Linked DNA regions of Sus scrofa: region 1 is linked to region 2. A link is a contact called in public Hi-C data. All regions are on one chromosome and are shown on one strand. The core of a region is the stretch at or near the end of the contact, and the rest is flanking DNA. Distances in the headings are between cores, read along the strand shown.

The links. A called contact is a pair of places that touch in the nucleus more often than the background predicts.
Region 1: a Hi-C map of fetal skeletal muscle shows a contact between it and region 2, with 4 times the contacts expected there. The contact joins two enhancer-like sites. A contact is called at or near these places in 8 of 47 Hi-C or Micro-C datasets (embryonic fibroblasts, fetal heart ventricle, fetal skeletal muscle and 4 more).

What each region holds. Positions count from the first base shown.
Region 1 is chr15:82,893,978-82,898,697 of Sscrofa11.1, forward strand. The region is part of intron 2 of LOC110256983 (a long non-coding RNA gene); the gene reads right to left. It also overlaps the pseudogene LOC100516702. Among named protein-coding and RNA genes, the nearest start is that of HNRNPA3, 62 kb to the right of the region's middle. Within about 2 kb of position 1,489, at least 4 of the 83 cell types and tissues checked have an H3K27ac peak or open chromatin away from gene starts, as enhancers often do. A contact at or near this core is called in fetal skeletal muscle, where this site is marked.
Region 2 is chr15:82,587,444-82,592,649 of Sscrofa11.1, forward strand. It overlaps the pseudogene LOC110256916. Among named protein-coding and RNA genes, the nearest start is that of HNRNPA3, 370 kb to the right of the region's middle. Within about 2 kb of position 1,323, at least 4 of the 83 cell types and tissues checked have an H3K27ac peak or open chromatin away from gene starts, as enhancers often do. A contact at or near this core is called in fetal skeletal muscle, where this site is marked.

The DNA of each region.
Region 1 (4,720 bases), core at 239-2,738, 310 kb after region 2:
AAAGAGGTGGCTCTTCAGCTCTGGTGATGAAGGTTACATATGAGCCCCTGTTAATTAAGGAACTGGCCTCTCAAAAGCAAACCCTCCCAGAGCCAGGACTCCAGAATTTCATGATAAATATGAGTAATCAGCCATCATCAGAAGCTTTGCACAATTAAGCTGAAAATGCAAAACTCAATTTTATTTTCATGATATTTATGTTCAAGGCATCATAGAGGTCTATATCGATAGATTATAAACTATCCTGTGGATATATAGAAAGTAGATTTCTGGAAAATGCCGTAATTATTCATAGATTTCAATTCTTTCCTAATTAGCTGGTTATTAATTCAGAATGTTTTAAATAAAATGATATTAAATACAATAAAGTTATTTCAGCTTCAAAATGAAACTAATATATCCAATATACACAGTAAATAGTAAGAATATATATATATTTGGGTAGAAAATAACCCAAATCTTGTTGATTCTTTTGATCTATTTATTGAAATATTATATTATTCTATTCTTTGGCCATTGTTTTTATTTGCAATCCATAACCATTCTAATAACCCATCTGTCACCATAAAGAGCCTCTTGGTTTCTTTTCCTTTCCAAAAAGCAGTGAAAGGGTCCCCAAACCTATTGATTTAGCACCAAATTTAAATAAGCCCAGAGACCCTCTCACTTTTCACACTGAGTAGAGCAAGGTCAGACTGGGCATCTTCCAAATGTAAAGGCTTAATTGGACTAATTCTTTCATGATAATAATGTATATTTAAGATAGCCACTAAAAATTGTCAATGCTAATTTAGTAGATCAATTCCATTAAATGCTTTGAACTTTTCACCACTTGCTAATCTCATCTATTAAATCTGCTGTTTTGTTGAAAATCTGAAGCTATAACAATATCAAACTATAACAATTTTAGCCAGACCTAAGAAATACTTCCTTATATGTAAAATATACACTTAAAGGATCTTAAGTTGTATTAAATGGCAAGATTCTAGTCATAAAATTTCCTGTGGGCAAAAGCAGAGTGATCTTATCACTCTTCTAGCAATTGATATTATGGTAAGGAGCATGCAGGGTGGTTTGTTTGTTTTTAATTTCAGAAATACATGTTTTTTGTGTCTAAAGCAAAGCTTTAACATCTATGATTATTGCTTATAGACTAACATTTATATAACTACATGGTTGAGATTTTGATACCAGCTACCATGTCATCTAGGTAACAGTTCAATTCACATCAATAAAAATATCAAGATTTTGCTCAACATTTTGATGAGTGACCTAAGCAATATAACTCATTAATGTAAAACTAGAAATATATTTGTTAATTAGATAATGAAGAGTTTCGAGAGAAGAGACTCCACACCACTATCAAATATCCACCATGTCTCATTTGTTTGGAACTAGCTTCTAAGGCTATTTTTATTCCCTGTGATTTACCACCAGTATCCTCTGGGTGATAGTTGAGGAAACAGATGCTGGGAATCTCTCTGCTCAGTTCCTGAGAGGAGAATTCTGACTCACAGCCGTGCCAGCTCCCTGCTTTGTACTCGCTCTTGCTGAGGGTGGTGGAGTAAAACGTAAATGACTGCCTGATTTCCAGTCTCTCACTGCCAGTTTCCTCAAAGTTTCCACTTACGCATTTGACTCCTTTACCAACTTCGTTTGAAGTTCCCATTTCAAAATCCTGAACGGCATGTTCCCAGGATACATTTAATTTTTTTAACTCATTCAGTGGGGATTTTCCAACTGAAATAAAAAATAAATTGAAAACTGGGGAAGGTTTTTTGTTTTTTAAGTTTTCCCTTCACTGTTGAGTGGGAATACTAATATCTGCATGAGGGAAGACGCAGGGGGGAAAAATTATAAAATGCTCCCTTCCCAGCTCCAAGCACACTTTCTGGTGGAGAACCAAAAACCTTTCCCAAATTTCTTGGACCCTGTTACTTACTGTGAAATGGTTTGAACTAAAATAGATCTGCTTCTATTTGGAAATTATATTTAAATCATTAATTAAAAATAAGGAATTCCCGTCGTGGCTCAGCAGAAACGAATCTGACTAGCATCCATGAGGACGCAGGTTCAATCCCTGGCCTTGCTCAGGGGTTAAGGATCCCTCGTTGCGTTGCCATGAGCTGTGGTGTACGTCAAGACACGGCTTGGATCCCATGTTGCTGTAGCTGTGGTATAGGCCAGCAGCTACAGCTTCATTTCGATCCCTAGCCTGGGTGCAGCCCTAAAAAGACAAAAATAAAATAAAATAATAAATTTTTAATAAAAAATAATATTTATTAAATGTCCACAAAGTACAGAGCTTTATTCTTTCTTAGCACATTTAGGCTAATAAGAATATTGGGGAGGGGGAATAATCTAAGCAGTTTAAATACATTTTATAATGGATTTATAACGGAGGAACATTATAAATGGAGAATTCAGTTTCACAAGGCAATGTTTTCTATTAAATCTATTACATTACAGAGAAATTCACTGGCTAATCTATGTTTTTACAAAGCTCTTTAAAAAAAAAAAAAAACCCTACTTTATTTTAAACAATAGAACTCATATAGGTGATTTTTGCAATTTAATTTTATGTTAACAATGGGATTTCCTTATTAAGCTCCACTGATTTACCTAAAGTTTTACTTATTAATCCTATTATTTAATGTGGTTTAACAATAGCCCAGAATAATTGATTCAGGCTATTTTTACATTGGGAAAACTTAGCAATTGTTATTGCGTTTCAGATAAAATGAGTATCGATGAATTAGGTCTCAAAACATAACTACAACACCTCCTGTTGGTATACATCTATGTGAGACTAAGGCAACAAGTCGATTTACTAATTTAAAGGAAATCTGTCAGCTCTTAGGGGTGGGGAAATGTGTTTGTTTATTAGCATATAGATCAAGCAACCAACTATAGACTAAATTACTGCTTTTCGATCCTAAAGACACCTACCCACATTCAAGTTTGCACCATATGATTCTTTGTGGAAGCCCTCACTGGTAGATTGGCTCAGCGTCTCCTCACTACCACCAAATAAATATTTCTTACCAGCCACAAAAATATATATATTGTGCCATATCAGTAACATTCTAATAGAAAATGAGGCACTTCGAACAAGGAAAACTACTTTAATGAAAAAATTTGGTGAGATGCCTATAATGAGCAAAGAACCTTAAAATGCAAGAGATTCTCCACTGGAAATCCTCATAAACCACTACACGCCAGGCAAAATGTCAATATAAAAATCGACATTTAAAAAATCCATTTCCCAATATCTTGCTCAGATATTAAAAGAAAACTACACACACACATATATGATGCCAAACCACTTTTGTAGCTGCAACAAAAACTAATGTTTAACAGTTATATTCTTGTGCTCTATGTATATACAAAACACCAAAATAACCAATTGATTCAATCAGACATCTGAGCAAAGAAGTCAGTCAAACTGCTCGGTAATCTAAACTATCCGGCCACCCAAGCAAAGAGGTAAATTCATCACTTACATATAAACGAAAAAGTTAGGGTCAGCAATATATTTATGGTGAAATAGACTAGAAGAAGAGAAAAAAGGTTTTTAATTAATACTTCAGCTCTGGTTTATGAATCACAAAACTAAAATCCCCCACTATACACAACTACAGTTGCCTAATTTAAAAGTCTCAGGCAGCACCAACAAGAGTGAGACATACTCTCATTTTAATGTATCCCTGATACCATCAAATGGCCTAATAAATGCAATACTGAAGGTCAAGTCAACAGCATCCCAAGGGTTAAGTTCTGTGTTGTGAATAATTTTGAAAAAGTATCCTAGTAAGAATCAGGCTTAGGCTAGCTCAGCAAGGGGAACTATTCTATAATGAGGCTTGGCCAGGACCAGTCCCAGAAGAATTAATTTTGTTCAGTAGAACACCTAGATAAATTAGTTTTGCTTTAAATATTGAGTCCTAAAAGAGTTAAAAGAGGGAGAATATCAATCAATAATTTTTAGATTAACTACTTTGTATATGACAAAACAAAATTAACTTTGGCATTACAACCCCTTCTTCTGGCATTTCAGATGAACCCCCAAGTTTAAAATAAATAATTGAAGATTTAAAAACTAACCAAATATGTGCATTTGTTTCTTGGTACAGAATACTCACTGCCTAGTTTGTGAAAAGAAAAGATCACTCATACATTTAGTTGAATTACAAATATGGTTATTTTAGTTATTAAAATAATCACATCTAAGAATTAAAAATCCCGAAAAAAAAATACAGAAAGATTTCTATAGGCTTTTTAATGGAACTACTAAAGCAGTTAAGTTTTAAAAATTAAGTGAAAAATAATATCTGTTAACAATGTTAGATTCTTAAATTTTTATTTTAATAGATTATTTCTTCCAAGCTTATTTATTATTTCCCTTTTATAAAACTGATTTCTATTGAAATATTTGTGCAGAATTAAAATCATGTCTACAAATGGCAAAAATTTTTAACTAAAACCTCCTTGTGTTTTAATGACTGTTTCTAGTTTAAGGACTACCAAAAAGGTAAGTACAAGATTCATTTCCACGGGAGATGAAATCAGCTTTTAACCCGGCCAATTGCCCATATAAACAATCTTCAACATTATTTGGTCATCATTTGGTAATCAAAATGGCAAACCACAACCATACTGAATTTACATTCATGTGCCAAAAAGTTATTTAGCAGATAACTAGAGATAGATGAAATGTCTC
Region 2 (5,206 bases), core at 73-2,572:
TTACTCAGTCACCTACTCAATATTTTCTTCTATGATTAAATTAACTCATAAATATTACACTTTTAATGCCAGAAAGCTATGGTTCATCCAGCCAGTTGAATACTTGTTTGTCCAATTTCTAATGTTGCTGGGCACTCAGTCATTTCATTATAGAGTTTGAAATAATGAAAATCATTTCATTTACTTAACATGCACAATAAACAGAGCAGAATCCTTCTATGAGCTCCTTTATTATGCAGTGCAAGGTTGTAGGAGAAATTTTGTAAGAGGCACTGAAGAACTGTGGAGGCTGTGTTGGAAATAGTCTTGGTGTACATAAGCAAACAGCCCCTGACTGCCTAATGCAAAGGACAGAAATGCTGGCTCTATTTGCAGCTGGCACAAATTTTTGCTTAACCCAGGAGGGTTTCAAATAAGACATCTTGGTCTTGCTCGTACATGATTCATTACCAGACTGTGCTCACGAACCCTATAAGCTGTTTGCATGTACTGTGGCACTTTTGAGACTCTTTCCTTTAAACATCCACAACCAGTCTGGTTTTTTAAAGCAGCCTCCAAGACGCTTACATACTCATCCCCGCGGTAAAAGGATGGAAGCTTTCAGGCAAGAATCTGCTTTGCCCTCCAATGCTGACCCTGGTGACAACAGCACAATATGCCTCTACATGGATACCTGGCCCTGGAGGCAAGAGCCATGTACCACAGGAATCTTATCAAATCACCTTCTGAATGAAATATTTATAGCTGGCACTGCAGGGCAGTTAGCTTTTCTAGAATTATATCCAAATTTGCTTCATCATTCTGGGAATAGCCTTGGTTAGCAATTGCTCATAATGTCAACGCTTTTGGAAACTTTTTACAGTCGTTTTATTGTTTTTATTTCAAAAATAAAACTTAAAGGAGCTTGAAAAGTAGGTTTTTAGATGATCACACGATGGCCTGATTTCAGTGGTTTCAGTTCTGTGGATTTTACTTTATGCGCACCCACTGAAATTAAAACCAAAATTAATCCATATCTGAACAAAGACAGCGGATACAAATGAGCCCTAAATTCCTAGCTCCTCTGTGCAGTGCTCTAGCTGAAGTGTTAGGAATGCATTGGCCCTGGGAGGCGAAGAAGTTATAGCAAACAACATATGGGCTTTAAAATCTGGAGCTATCCAAGACAGAACAAGAAAGCTATTTTCACTTTCCTTGTTCCTTTTTTTTTCCTCCAGAAGATGAATAATTCCTAATCACATTTTATTTTCATCTTTAGAGCTGCATCCGGAAAGAACCGGGTCGGTTTAAAACTGCTGGTGAGTTTGCAGCCCTGTCCAATGCCAATGATTACCTAATGCATTTGTGTCATCTGCTTTCCTTGTTGTATAAAAACACACTAAGGAAATGTGTAAGTCCACGGAATTGTTCCCAAATCTTTTATTCACCTTTCAGCATGCTAGTTCCTTCCCTTGGCATTGATATCATTATGTATTTGTCAAAGAGAGACTGTCACTATAGGGCCTCTATTATGTGCAAGAATTGGCAGCAAATTTTGCCACTGGGATTTGCTTATATCCTCTGTATGTTATTGTACTTCTTTGGCATTCAGTAAATTCCATACACCCACTTCTTTGATGTTCATTCCAACCCCTAAATGTGGAAACAATGACTGAAATTTTGGATCAAAGCATCTTGTAGATGGCAGGCAACACAGCTCTCTGATTATTCACCAGAACAGAAAGGACTCTCTTCCCCACCTCCCCCTAAAGTCTAGGCCAATAGTCCTCCAGGAACAGCTCTGGCTTCCCCAGTGCAAAGGCAAGGGAGGAAGTTAAAGAAAACAACTCCAAGGTTTTAGGAAAAAGAAAGAGACTAAACCAAACAGCTAAAGTGAAGCTCATGGTCATTTCTAACTGTAGAGAAAGCTAACTACTGTTCCAGTTGGTTTGCATGTTTCTTTCCCTTGGTCATGCTCTAGTCTAGCACTTCTACTGCGCCAGGCTTTTTTTCAGGTTTGGAAAAGTCTTCAGATCTAGTTTCTGTATAACGTCAGCTGTACAAGATGGCCCAGATTTTTATAAATGCATATTTAAAAGAAGAAGTCAAGGGTCTATGAATTAAGAAATTTTAAAAGTAATTGAAAAAACCCCCAGAACTACCAAAATTTCCACGAGTTACTTTTGCAAACTATAATTAGCTGTCTGGAACACATGTTCAGTGTTTGCTTTTGCTTTACTCTTGGGATGCCAGTGAAAATAATTACTTCATTCAATTTATTTCACAGGTCAACTTTGACTCACAAAAGCATTAAAGCAGGTAACCCCCTAGGGATGTTGGGAAGACAGATGAGCAAATAGATATGAAACTGTTGTAAGCTCTTTGAGGGGAAAAAAGGCACTTTATAAATCCAGGGTATTTTATGATTATGTACTCACTTCACCCCATTTGGTATCCAGAATGTGCTAGTTATAATTAATACACAATGTTGGGACGTATTATAAAAGTACCATACTTCTTTTAAATACAGTGAAGAACATAATTGTGTTTGAGGAAGCTCATTCTGTGTAAATTAGAAGAATTCCCAGTAGAGTGCCATAACTGAGAACTAGGGTGACTACACTGAATGGAGAAGAGAGTTGTCTTAACATGATAGCATGTGTTCAATCAAAAAGTAGAGTGTCAAGGAGGTAAAATGATAGCCCTTAAAATTCCAGTTTCAGATTGCCTAAATGGAAAGTTTTTACTGCCAGACGTATGCAACAGTGACATCCAGCGGTTGTGGAGATAATTACAAGTGTATTTCATTTTAAAATATAAAATGTTTTATTATAATCAAAGATTCCATATCATCGTTGTCTACATTCTTAAGTCAATAATTCAAGCTGTATGCCAAGTAAAGCAAAATGTACTTTGTTTATTTCCTAAGTAGTTTCCAAAGTCTGTTATTCTGTTAGTGTTATTTTGATGTTTTTAAATTTTACTAAAATTATAGTGGGTCTACTCTCCAAGGATCTCCCTGACCCTCATAAACACACTTAGATATTTTTGCAAGCACAAATGAGATGGCATACATGCTGCAGACACAGCAAAAATGAAAGCTGTACTTGACTCCTCTGGTAAATACTCCAGGGAAGGCATCTGTGACCCTGAACATTGTTGTGGAATTGCTCTAAGGAGTTCATTACTATTTTTTCCAAGTCATTGAAGATGAAGAGAAAAAAGAAGGGGATAGAGAAGAAAAGGAATGGAAAATAAAGGAGAGGAGGAAAGGGAGGAAGGAAGGAAGAAGGGAAGGAGGGAAAGGAGGGAGAGAAGGAGGGAGAGAGGGAGGAGAAAGAGCTACTCACTGATCTTTAACAAGTTTTAGCAATTAGTCCATTGGGTGACAATATATTTAAAGAGGGAATTCAAAGAGATACTAGCCTCCCCCCAATTTTTTGTTTTAAATTGCATTCCTTCAACTACCAGCCAATTAACTAAGATAAAAATTAATAAAAATAATCATTTTTATTTAAAAAAAAATCTGAGAATAGCTGCTATTGCTTCAAAGTACCTAGAACGGTGCCACTTGTAAGAGGATGCTGGCAAGGCATCCCCCTCCGTCATGCTGGCAAAGAACTCTCAACCGGAGTCTGTTAGGTCACCTGGGCCTATAAGTTATTTATGCCCATGTCAGTGCTGAGCACATCAGGTGACTGCTTACAAACTTCCCATGAGGCACTCCTTCAGAGAAACTGTCATCTTGTGCCAAGTCATTTCTCATTCTTAGATTCCCCCCCAATATTGGGTTTTTTCCCTTTCATCTGCCTCCCTCCTTAGAGTTCTCAAGATGGAAAGAACTTACTGCTGGCCTCTTTCAAGCCCTCCTTGTCAGAGAGGGTAAAAACAAACAACTGAACACCTATCCAACTCCAAGAAGAAAATCAAGCCATAATTCCATAAGAAGCTCCTAATGCCCTTTAGCTCCTATACCTGGATTGTGCCCTAAGAGAGGAGAAAGAACCTCACAGAAGCTGTGGCAGACTGAAGGAGCATGTGTGGTGTGCATGAAACCTGGGACAGGTGCTCAGCAGAAAGCACCAGGACAAAGAGATGGGGATGGTCTCTGCAAGGCAAGTCTGGGAAACCATTCTCACTGTGTCAGTGAGAGTTAGGGGAGATATGCACTGAAACAGAGCAGGTAAATCTGCAGGCTTCGGCCAGGTTTGTTTGCTTTTACAAGGCCTTTGATCTGCAAGCTGGATTATCCAGATTCTGAAGCAAAAGAAGGCGCGTTTCTATCACTGCTCTCCGAATATCTTCACTTGGAGATGCCTCTGGCTTCTTGCTTCTTTGTGAGCAATATACAGAGAATTAGTACACGCGACGCTCACATCTCCTTTCAGTTCTGCTGGCGTCTGGCTGGGCTGGCTCTTATCTGCTCTTATCTTGTGCACCCTGAAACTATGATTTGATGATTTCTCAAGGCTGGGGCCCCTCCAGAGTGAAAGGCAGAACTTTCCCTTGATAGGCCAGGGTCTCCGACACCAAGATGGCCACAGCTAACGCATTACCAGCTCCTGCCAGTCCGAGGAGCAAGAGGCTGGCATGTGGCATCAGTTCCCTTCTTTTCTCCCTAAAGAAAAATCCTGCCTTGCAAGGCTTTCTTCAGAGTTTCAGGACCCAAAAAAAAAAAAAAAAAAAAAAAAAAAGCAGTTGTACAACATGCATATCCTTTCCTGGCTTACAGCTTCGGGTGTAGTTTTACTGCAGTATATAATCTAATAATCCGTTTAATTTCTTCAGAGAGATCTTATAAATATACTGGTGGCATTTGGATGGAATCACATGTCATAAACCTGTCTGCTCCTATCCAGGTTCAGAATACAGAAGAAGAATCTGTTTTACAGACATTCTAGAATTTTTACATGGTCAATTGGCTGGTTGTGTATTCTGGAACATATCATAGCATCTATAGGAAAATATATATATATAAATTCTATAAAATGGTAGCAGGATTTCTGATTTACTGATACTGCTGGTTTGAATTTTCACAAAAATATTTAGCTATAGGACAATGTATTAGGCGTATTCTTAAAGGTAAATAACTGCAGCCAATAAAAGTTTGGCCCATAAAGGGTCCCATCTTCTACTAGTTTTCTGCACCGAGAATTACTACCAGTATAATCATGGCTCCCTGCACACTAATATTTCCTCTGATACAGTATGATCAATGTTGTGGAAA